Linked DNA regions of Manis pentadactyla: region 2 is linked to region 1. A link is a contact called in public Hi-C data. All regions are on one chromosome and are shown on one strand. Each heading gives the region's core, a stretch centred on a gene start, on an enhancer-like site or on the middle of the called end of the contact. The rest is flanking DNA. Distances are from core to core; before and after follow the strand shown. Region 1 holds the start of GLOD4 (glyoxalase domain containing 4). Region 2 holds the start of TIMM22 (translocase of inner mitochondrial membrane 22).

Region 1 (4,838 bases), core at 589-3,088:
GAAATGGAGTTAAAAAAAAAAGTATGGCCTTCAGCATGAGAAAAGTCTGACCGGGAACTCTGGCTGTGCCACTCAGTTCTGTAACACTGAGAACACTGCTTAGGATCTGAGTCTCCTAATATGTTGTGAAAAAAATAATTTATTAAAGCATTTGATACAGAACCTAGTACACAGGAGGCTCTCAATTCTATTTTCCTTTTTGATTCCCATTGCTATTGCTCCAGTTAAGCTCCCATCACTTCTCTCGTTGACTATTAAAAAGCATTTTTGCTGATCTCCTTCCTTAATGCCATCATAAAATTATATCCATAAAACACATCTGATCACATCACTGCCCTGTTCTAAAATGTAAGAGAGCTTCCTACTTACTGTGCATTAATTCCAACCCTTAGCATAGTATTCTAGATATTGTCAGAAGCAACCCATTTGTGCCAACCTATTTGTTCTGCTATCGCAGTTCCTTAACTTAAATGAAGTAATTTAATCTAAAGGCACATAAAATGGTGATGTTTCCCAAACACACCTTACCTTTGCATTGGCTATTAGGTTTTTCTAGCATACTCCTCCCTCTAATCTTGGTCTGTGGAAATTCTACCTATCTACAGAGGTCAACTCAAATGCAAGGATTCCATGAATGATTTCCTGATGACCCAGGTTGGAGTTAAATCTCTCCTGTTGCATTTTTATAATAATAGCTAACACATAAAACAAGTATCAAATACCACAAATATAACAATGTGTTTAATCTTCACAACGTTAATCAATGAGGAAACATTAAGGGAGAGCTATAGTTTTTCTATCACTTATAAAATTTCAACTTGCTTTACTGTTAACTCTGTACAAAACTAACTCCCCACTGCCCTCATCCCAGGTACTTTAATGGAGGGCAGACACTGGGGGCCATTTTCATCTTTGTCACCAAAGTTCAACGCAGCAACGTGAAACATGGATGGTATTTTTTAAATGACTGGTGAACAGTCAGGTAATTTCTTTGCACCCCGTGTCTTCTGCACTGTCTCTACACTAAACTGCACTGTTCTACCTCTAAAGTCCTTGCTTATCAGGAGCGCCCCAACAGTTCCCACCTGCGTTTGCCACCGAGGTGACTCCTACAGAATCACAGCTGCTCAGAGCTGGAGAGAGAGGCCGTTTCGAGTGCTGATGAGGAAAATGGGTTCTGACTTCACACTTAGATCTGGACTGTTGGGGGAAGAGCGGGAACATTCACGCAGTGATTGAGGATCCCAAAGAGATGATTCCAACCAGCCCTGAGAGAAACAGAACTCCAAACGTGCTTGTTATCTAAACCGTAAGGCTCCAAACCAGAAAAGACTGAATTATTGTTTACTGGAAAAGTGAAATTTTTGTTTGTATCCTGTCTTTCCCACTAGACTGGAAGCGCCTTAGCGGCAGGAGCTCAGCACTGCGAAGTATCTGCGAAGGAACTTAAATGGAAATAAGTGTGTGGGCGTGTAGTTCGCGACTCGTAGTGTAAGCCACCTTTCTAATCCAACCACCGACTCGTAACACTGCCGCCAGCCGAAAACGGGACGGGGCTAAAGGGAGTTCCACTGGCTAAGGTCGGACCCCGGGATTCAGGCTGATTCACCGCCAGACCCCCATCCCTCCCACCTCCCTCGGTCACGTGCGGCTCCGCGCCCGCGCCCCCCTGCCGCGCCCGCCCCTCTCAGCCCCGTATGCACCTTCATCCCCAGGACATCACGATAGAAATGCGCCGTCCGGAAGCGGTTTCCCACCTTGAATACAAAGTGCAGAGCTCGACGAGCAGCCATAGCTAGCGCACAACGCCGCACCGCCGGCAGAAGATGCACACGGAACGGCGACGTCACTGGTCGCCGCCGGCGCGCTGTCGTGACGCAACCAAAGCCGCAGGAAAGATGGCGGCGCTGGTGAAGGGCTTGGGCTGGGCCACGCGACTGTTGCTGCCGGTGGTCCAGACTTGGGACCTGGACGCTCGGCGCTGGGTCCGGGCGCTGCGGCGGAGCCCCGTGAAAGTGCTGTTTCCATCCGGACAGGTGGTGGGACGGAAGCCCGGTCCTGGGAAGCAGCCCTCGAAGGCGCCGGATGAGGCCAGTCCTGAGTGGCAACGGAAGCAGCCGCCTCAGGTGCCCTCGTCCCAGACGCCCAGCACCTGGGAAGAATCGGGGCTTCGCTATGATAAGGCTTTACCCGGGGACCGAAGGCTGAGGTGATGTGCTCCTGAGGCTTATCGAGTATTTAACGTGTCTCTTCCCGCCTCATACCAGGACCCTAGCCTCTTCCCTCCTACTGGAGAACTTCTTCCAGTACAAATCGCTGGTTTTTATTATGCACGGAGAGCAGAATACATGTCTTCCTTGGCGTTAGTTCGTTTCTGTGAAGTTCGTTCTGTTAGATCTAGGTGTCTCCGTAATAAGGATGTTGGTAATCATCTGTCTTTTTGTTTCTACCCACAGCAGTGTAATGACAATTGTTAAGTCCAGGCCATTTCGTGAAAAGAAAGGGAAGATCCTGCTGGAAGGTCGCAGGCTGATTGCAGATGCTCTTAAAGCTGGTGCTGTGCCAAAAGTTTTCTTCTTCAGTCGTCTGGAATACATAAAGGAGCTGCCGATTGATAAACTGAAAGGTGTCAGCCTCATTAAGGTGAAATTTGAGGATATCAAGGATTGGTCCGACCTAGTAACACCGCAAGGAATAATGGGTCAGTGGTTATACGGTGCGTCACTAGACACACAGACCTAGGATTACTCGTTCATACTTACCTTATGGCAGCAAATTTAGTTTAAACCAAATTCAGCATGTTCCTGCCTAGCCTTTTCTTAAGACACAGAAAAATACACTTCTCAGGTCTATGCATCTTACAGTATTTTTGGTGGAAAATGAAACCCAATTTTTTGTGATCAGTCGTATTATGGCTCTTTATAGTCTCTAAGAATAGCTACTCTTCTCAAACCTTGTATTTTTTCGGTCACTTCTTCAACCTTTAACAACCAACTAAAAATTAGGAAAATGTTTATCAAAATATTTAGCCCTCCATTTCCACAAAGCCTCTGCTAGTGTAGTGATACCTATCTATCACTGACTCTCTTACTCTAGAAGCAGATCTGAACAGTAAGCTGCAATTTATTGCCATGTTTAGCCCACGGAACAGGAAACCTGTCTTCATTTGGTTGAATCTAACTTAAGATTCTAATAGACTGTGATGTCTATTAGCACTTGAAAGTGTTTTTTCTAAACATGGAAAGACTAAATTCTTTGTACCTTTTTGACACTGGAGTTCTACTTAAGATCTGAGAACTGAATGGCAGTAAGTGTAGAGGTTTCTCTTGGATAGAAGGGGACAGTTGAGGCAGGGAGGAGTTATCGTCAAGATTCTGATGTTTAGGCCAGGGCCTCTTGTATCAGGTGTGCATGTGTATTCCCTGCAGCGGGCTGTCTGTGCATCTGTTAGTTGGGAGAGGAAATTCTGGGGACCATCTCTTGTTTCTATAACCCTCCTGTGTTCAGAACTGTCCCTTAGGGTTGGGACTTGGGCTACCAGAGTCCTTCCCTCAAAGTAACTGTAGTCTCATTAGCTGCACCTCTCTAATCCCTGCTCCATGCTACAGTGACAATACCTCTCACTTTTACCATGCTTCCACTTGGGCATGTGTGCTAATAGTGGCCAGCCTGTCCTGGGCTTCTGTAGCCCCCCTTCATCATTATGACTGTTTTCATCAGTTCATGGCTTTTAAAATTGCATATTATTTAGCTTATCCTAATTATGTTTTATTTCAGATTTGAGGAGTGTAAAGGAAGAAATAGATAAGATCTAGCAAAATCTGTCAGATTTCAGGCACATATCTAAAATCCAGTAATGTAAGTGAGGCCTCTAGATGAAGAGACTACTCATCAGAGCCATTCAAGTGGAAATTAAAGGACTTCCAGTGGGGCCCCCCACTGAATGGCCTGGGGCTATCTGTGACTTTAAGTGCAGGATCTTTTTTATGGCACACAGATGCCTGAATCCTTTCCACTGACGTCATTGATGTTAGGGACACGTGTTTGTGTGTTCTTGGTGTGAGTAACCTGGATAGCCTGTGGGAGGGCAGTGTGGCAGTATCTGTCAACATGAAGAGTGCACAGACACCTTAATGAAATCTGCCCATTTCACTTACAGGTGTTTTGCTAGGGAAGTATTCTGACATGTACACAGAGTCATACAGGGAAGTTCCATACAGGGTTGTTTATAATAGGGAAAATTTGAAAATAATCTGGACGTTAGTTGGGGAAGAGCTGAATGAATGTAGTGTATTCATGTTGCAGAATAACATGGAGCAGTTAAAAGAATAAAGTAGCTCTGTATTTACATGGTAAATTCTCTTAAGTCATGTTATACAGAATAATACACAGAATATGATTTTGTGTAAAAGACAAAAGCACCTGTATGTGGGCAGATGTACATAGATGTAGGTAGGTGCCTGGAACAAGTTCTGAAAGGATACACTCCAAGATTAAAAAGTTGGTGTGGCAGGGGCTCACTGGTAGGACTTTGGATTTTTGCAATCAGAATATTATGCATGTGTTATTTAATGTAATTCAGAAGAAAAAATGGCAAGTATAGGAAAAGTTAAATTAGTTCCCATGCCCACGTCAGACGAACTGCCTGTTTGGTTTCCTCAGGGATTTTTGTCAAACCTGACCCTGACAAGATAACATACCCAGAGACTCAGCTGTGCCATTCCCTGCCTCTATTGTTGATTTGTGATAACCTCCGGGACCCTGGGAACCTGGGCACAATTCTGAGATCTGCTGCTGGAGCCGGCTGCAGCAAAGTATTACTCACCAAAGGTAAGAGC
Region 2 (4,838 bases), core at 1,648-4,147, 170 kb after region 1:
GACATGGAATCAAAAAATCCAAACTTATCTGTTAAACACTAAAGACCACAAATTTATTAAGAATGATTCTGAGCCAACACATCTAGATTCAAAAGAAATCTTGAAGGCAGAAACTGGGAATGGAAATGTTTGAATAAGAAGTAAACTTGGATTTCAGCCTCTGTGTCTTCCCAGGCCCAAGTTGTAAAAGCCATACATTGAATTTAGATTTTATCCCAGCACAGAGAAAATTCCGAGCAGGGTACATGACTGCGTTTCTGTGCTGAAAAATCACTTTGGGGATGGTCTGGAGAACAGCAAGGCAGGAGCCATGAAGACGGATTAAATGAAAAATAACTAGGGCCCAAACTATGGCAGTGACGAGAGGTATAAAAAGGAAGGGATGGATTTGAAAGATATTTAGAAGGAATGCAGGGGATGCAGGGGGCAGAGTCTAAGACTAACCCAGTGCGTGGGAGCACCTCCACCCAGGTGGGAAACTCAGGGAGAGCAGGCATGAGGAGGAAAGTGTGTTCTAAGTGAAGTCCACCCAACTCAAGAACAGCGTCTGTCTGGGGGCGCACATCCCCTCAGGCAAGCCCTCTAGTCTTCCGCTCAGCTCTGCTCCCTTGACCTTGGGAAGCCTGACTTGGAGATATGAATTTTTTTTTTTCCATAACTGTTCCCCTGATGGGTTCATCTCTTCCCAGCATTTTCAGGTCTCCCCCTGGGGCTTGAGGCTTTAGTACTTCTGCTCCCAGTTCACGGCCCAGAGTGTTTCCTGCCCTGCCAGCTCCCAGGCTGGCGTGGCCTCCTAGGACTTCAGAAAGCCCACCATGGGCCCAAGTCTCTTTTGCTGTGTAAGGATGAGGGATAAAATGTTTTCCCTAAGTCCCGGGTTGGCCTCAGTATCCTGAGTTCTGGTCCTGCTCTCAGTCCCACAAACCTTTCTTGTCTATATAGGGAAGTACCAATGCTCAAGTGATGCATTTAATGCCAGGCTCTTATTCTGCTGTCTGGCCAGAGGACTACCTGCCATTGTTCCTTGCAGATCAACAGTACTCTCAAGTGACAGGTGACTCAGCTGTGGCTAGCTGAAGAAGTCATAACAAAAGTGCAGAATTCTATTTGCCCTGCCTGCGTCATGGCCCCAGCAAACTGCGCTCCTGCTGTGCCACTGAGACAAGTTCTTTCTCAACCCAGAGGACCCCCAGGCTTTCTCATTCAGCTGTGAAAGAACAGAACTGTAACATGAGAGCTGTGTGATCCCATGATTCCACGACCAGATAAAGTCCCCAGACTACTGGGAAAGGGTCAGCCCAGGGAAACTGACATGGGAACCACATCTCACTTTCAGAATGTGCTTGAAGAGGTTCAGGTTTTTCCACCAGGTGAAATGCATTCCACCCATGGAAGGCGATGGATTAGGGGAGACATTCCAGATCAGCGCCTGTAACTGCTCTCTTTCCATCTGTGCTTCTGGGCAGGGTCTCCTGTACCATGGCCACATGGAATTTCTCCACATACTGACATGGATCTCACCTGAACTCGGATGCAGCCCCTTCATTTTGGGATTGATTATTATTAACTAGTCTGATGGATTAACTGTTTAGACCTGCAGGTTGCCTGGGCACCTGCCCCAACTTCTCTCAGATCCAACTTTGGCTCTTACGACCTCAGCATGATTCAGAGCCCTGGGCCCCTCATTCACTTGGAAAGAAAAGGTGGTTGGCAGCATGGAGTTAGAGGGGCCTATGGGAAATGTCTGGTTCTTGTGCTTATGAGAAAGGTCTATGCTGGAGATAATGACCTGGAGAGTCATTAATGCATTAGAGGTTGTAGTAAAAGCCACAGGGGTGGATGAGTTGCTCAGGCAGAATGAGCTACATGAGAAGAGAATAAAAGGTGAATCCCAGAGAGGACCAACAGGAGAGGGGTGGGCAGACGTACCTGTGAAGAAGACCAAGCAGCTGGAAAGGCTGTGGCAAAACTAGGAAAGAGGAGGCTCCACTGAAACTGTGCAGAAATTTCCAAGGAGGGAGGTGTCAACAAAGTGTCAAATGCAGCTGAGAAGTCTAGTAAAATGAGGTCTGAATTAAACTCAACAACTGGGAAGTCACTGGGGGCCTTAGGACTAGCTCATTCAGTAGCCTGGTGGGAGCAGAACCAGGGTGGATACCAGGCTGTGCCTGGCAGCCCAGAGAACTCTGAATACCAAGAAAGTATCTCTGCCTGTGCTGACCGCCTACCCTCACCACCTTCTGTTTCTATTTATGTTTCTCTTAGCTGCTATACCCAAATACATTGCTAGTCTGGATCAATAAAATAGTTTGGGACCTATTTTAGTACCACAAAAACTACTGCAAAAGTCTTTCTGGGTCATATATATCCTATCTCAGTTTACCTTCAGGTTTTTACTTTGCAAGCAGGAAAACACTTTAATTGGTCCAACATAATATAAATTGGCCCCTCAAGTAATGCTAGTCCCACATCACCAATTCCACTGACAACAACTGGGTGTAGGGAGTAGCAGCCTCAGCTTTCCTTGCACTCTCCGTCTGGCACCGGTCCCTCCATTTCCTGTCACCGACCCTGATTTACCTTACGCTTGGCTAGCTTCACTCATTCGTTCGTTCATTTGTTGGCCCTTCTCTTTCCTCAAAGGTTTAGTTATTGAACAAACTTTTATTCCATACATTGATACTATGCTCTCACGTGTATTTACAAACCACCTCGCATTACTTAGGTCTCACGACACCTGCAAGGGATGAGGCTGAAAGGGCAGCGGCGAGGCGCGCGCGCCTCCTGCTGACGCCCTGGCGCCCTGCAGCCTCGCGGGCGCGCTACCGCCGTCCCCCGCGGGTCCGGAGCTCCAGAGGAGGCGGAGAGGTGAGCGCAAGGCTTTCTGGGAAAAGCCTTGGGTGTAAGCGCTTAAACTACCCCGGCACGCAGCGCGCTACAACCGTAGATGGCGGTCTCTGGCCCTTGTACTTCGGAATCTCATTAGTGAGTGCCGATGGGGGTGCTGCACAAGTCTGTCTCAGCATTCCTAAGAGGCTGTCTGGGGAACGTGATAGCTCTTCCGCCGGCTGTGCACGAACGAACTTAGCTTTCCGCCGCTTCCTCGGACCGGCCCGATGTGACGAATCTGCCGTTGCGGCACGGTGGCTAGGCGCGCAAGGCCCCAGCGACACTCGTGGAATCTGCTGTGGGAGAAGGGAGGCCAGGGCGCCTTGGGAGCGAGTCATGGCGGCGACTGCTCCCGGTGCCGGGGGCTCGGCGCCTGGGGCGGCGGGCTCCGCCGAAGCCCCGCTGCAGTACAGCCTGCTTCTGCAATACCTGGTAGGGGACAGGCGTCAGCCGCGCGTGCTGGAGCCTGGTAGCCTGGGCGGGATCCCAAGTCCGGCCAAGAGTGAGGAGCAGAAGATGATCGAGCGAGCGATGGAGAGCTGCGCCTTCAAGGCAGCGCTGGCCTGCGTGGGAGGTGAGGCCAGGCGGGGAGCGGCTGGGGGGTGCCCTTGGGAGGCTGAGGGCTCGGCTGGCAGCGGGGTCCTCTGCCGGGAAGACCGGGCGCCTGGGAGGCGAGGACCCTGCGGGCCTCTACCTTAACTGCACCTCCGCTTCGCTCAGTGAACTCGGGCGTCACCGCTGGACCCTGAGGTTAGCTTTTGCCTCTGGAAATGATCGGAGAATCAGTACAATGGGTCGGGGCCTGGAGGTTATAAGTGGTTGACTTCGTTCATTCATTCGTTCATTCACTTGTAAATAGGCATTCTTTCAACAAATTGTTACTGAGCAACTATCACGTGCCAGGCGGTGGAGAGACGGCATTTGAGGCAAGAGCTTTGTTGTCATAAAGCTAACTTTTTATTATATATATAAAGAAGAATGTTGAGACGGAGTCTGGCAGAAGAATGCTTCAGACATAGGGATTAGCAAGTGCAGAGGTAGGGCAGGAACTGGCTTGAAGTTTGAAAAACAGGCCCGTGTGGCCAGTGTGATGAGACAGCAGTGAACAAGGGGCAAAGAAGTCTGGACTTGGCTTTTTTTTTTTCCCCTAAACTATTTGTGGATTTGAGAGTGTACGGTGTCCTTCCTATGTGCAGGGTAAAGCGGTTGACCACACTTGCACAGATGAGTTGAAATCTCACTGAGAATGATAGTTACAAAACAAATATAGTCAGGATGCAGATGTGACGTGTAATAGAAGAAAGAGCTCCTTTTTTGTTTCAGGGAGAGTCGTAAGAGGAGGTGAGACTGGAGCTGTTAACCTAAAGGACTGAGAGAATGGGGATAGACAAAGAGGAAGAGAATGTGAAATCAAGTTGGGAGTGGAGTGGGAGATTTATGGCAGTTACTGATGGTTCTTTAGGATGCAGTGTGGTGAAGGATAGAAAAGGCTGTAGTTAGGGAGACCATATAGGGAATTTGTTAGACTGCAGCTCCATGAGGCATGGACTGGATCTCTGTTCATCACTGTGCCGGACCCTAAGTTGAAATAGTAAATGAGTCTAGTGCTCCAGGGTAGAAGTGATAAAGTCCCTAGACTAGGATGATAACTGTGGACATAGAGTTGTAGAGAGAAGCAAAGAAGCAGTCAGAAATGCCCCTAAGGTTTTGGGGCTGGAATGACTAGAAAAAAGCCATAAGCAAGAACGTCTGGAGGGGAAGGTGCCCATGAATTCACTGACCATATACTGACCTTGAGGTGATGAGAAGACATCCATATGGAAATGCCCAGCAGTCTCAGGAAGGTCAGATGTGGACAGCAGCGTGGGGTTTGCCATTTGGTAGCATTGTGACCTTAGAGAAGTTATTTAACCTCTTGGAGCCTCAGTTTCTTCAGCTACAGAAAGGGT

What was found. A called contact is a pair of places that touch in the nucleus more often than the background predicts.
Region 2: a Hi-C map of fibroblasts shows a contact between it and region 1, with 9 times the contacts expected there. The contact joins the promoter of TIMM22 here to the promoter of GLOD4 in region 1. A contact is called at or near these places in 3 of 3 Hi-C or Micro-C datasets (blood, fibroblasts and skin fibroblasts).

Annotation. Positions count from the first base shown.
Region 1 is chr4:141,799,593-141,804,430 of mManPen7.hap1, forward strand. It overlaps GLOD4 (glyoxalase domain containing 4), which reads right to left and starts at 1,839. Exons shown (of 9, transcript XM_036906243.2): 1 at 1,758-1,839. The coding sequence starts at 1,793. MRM3 (mitochondrial rRNA methyltransferase 3) reads left to right here and starts at 1,827. Exons shown (of 4, transcript XM_036906241.2): 1 at 1,827-2,209; 2 at 2,457-2,701; 3 at 4,663-4,830. The coding sequence starts at 1,827.
Region 2 is chr4:141,971,787-141,976,624 of mManPen7.hap1, forward strand. TIMM22 (translocase of inner mitochondrial membrane 22) reads left to right here and starts at 2,898. Exons shown (of 5, transcript XR_008997213.1): 1 at 2,898-3,463.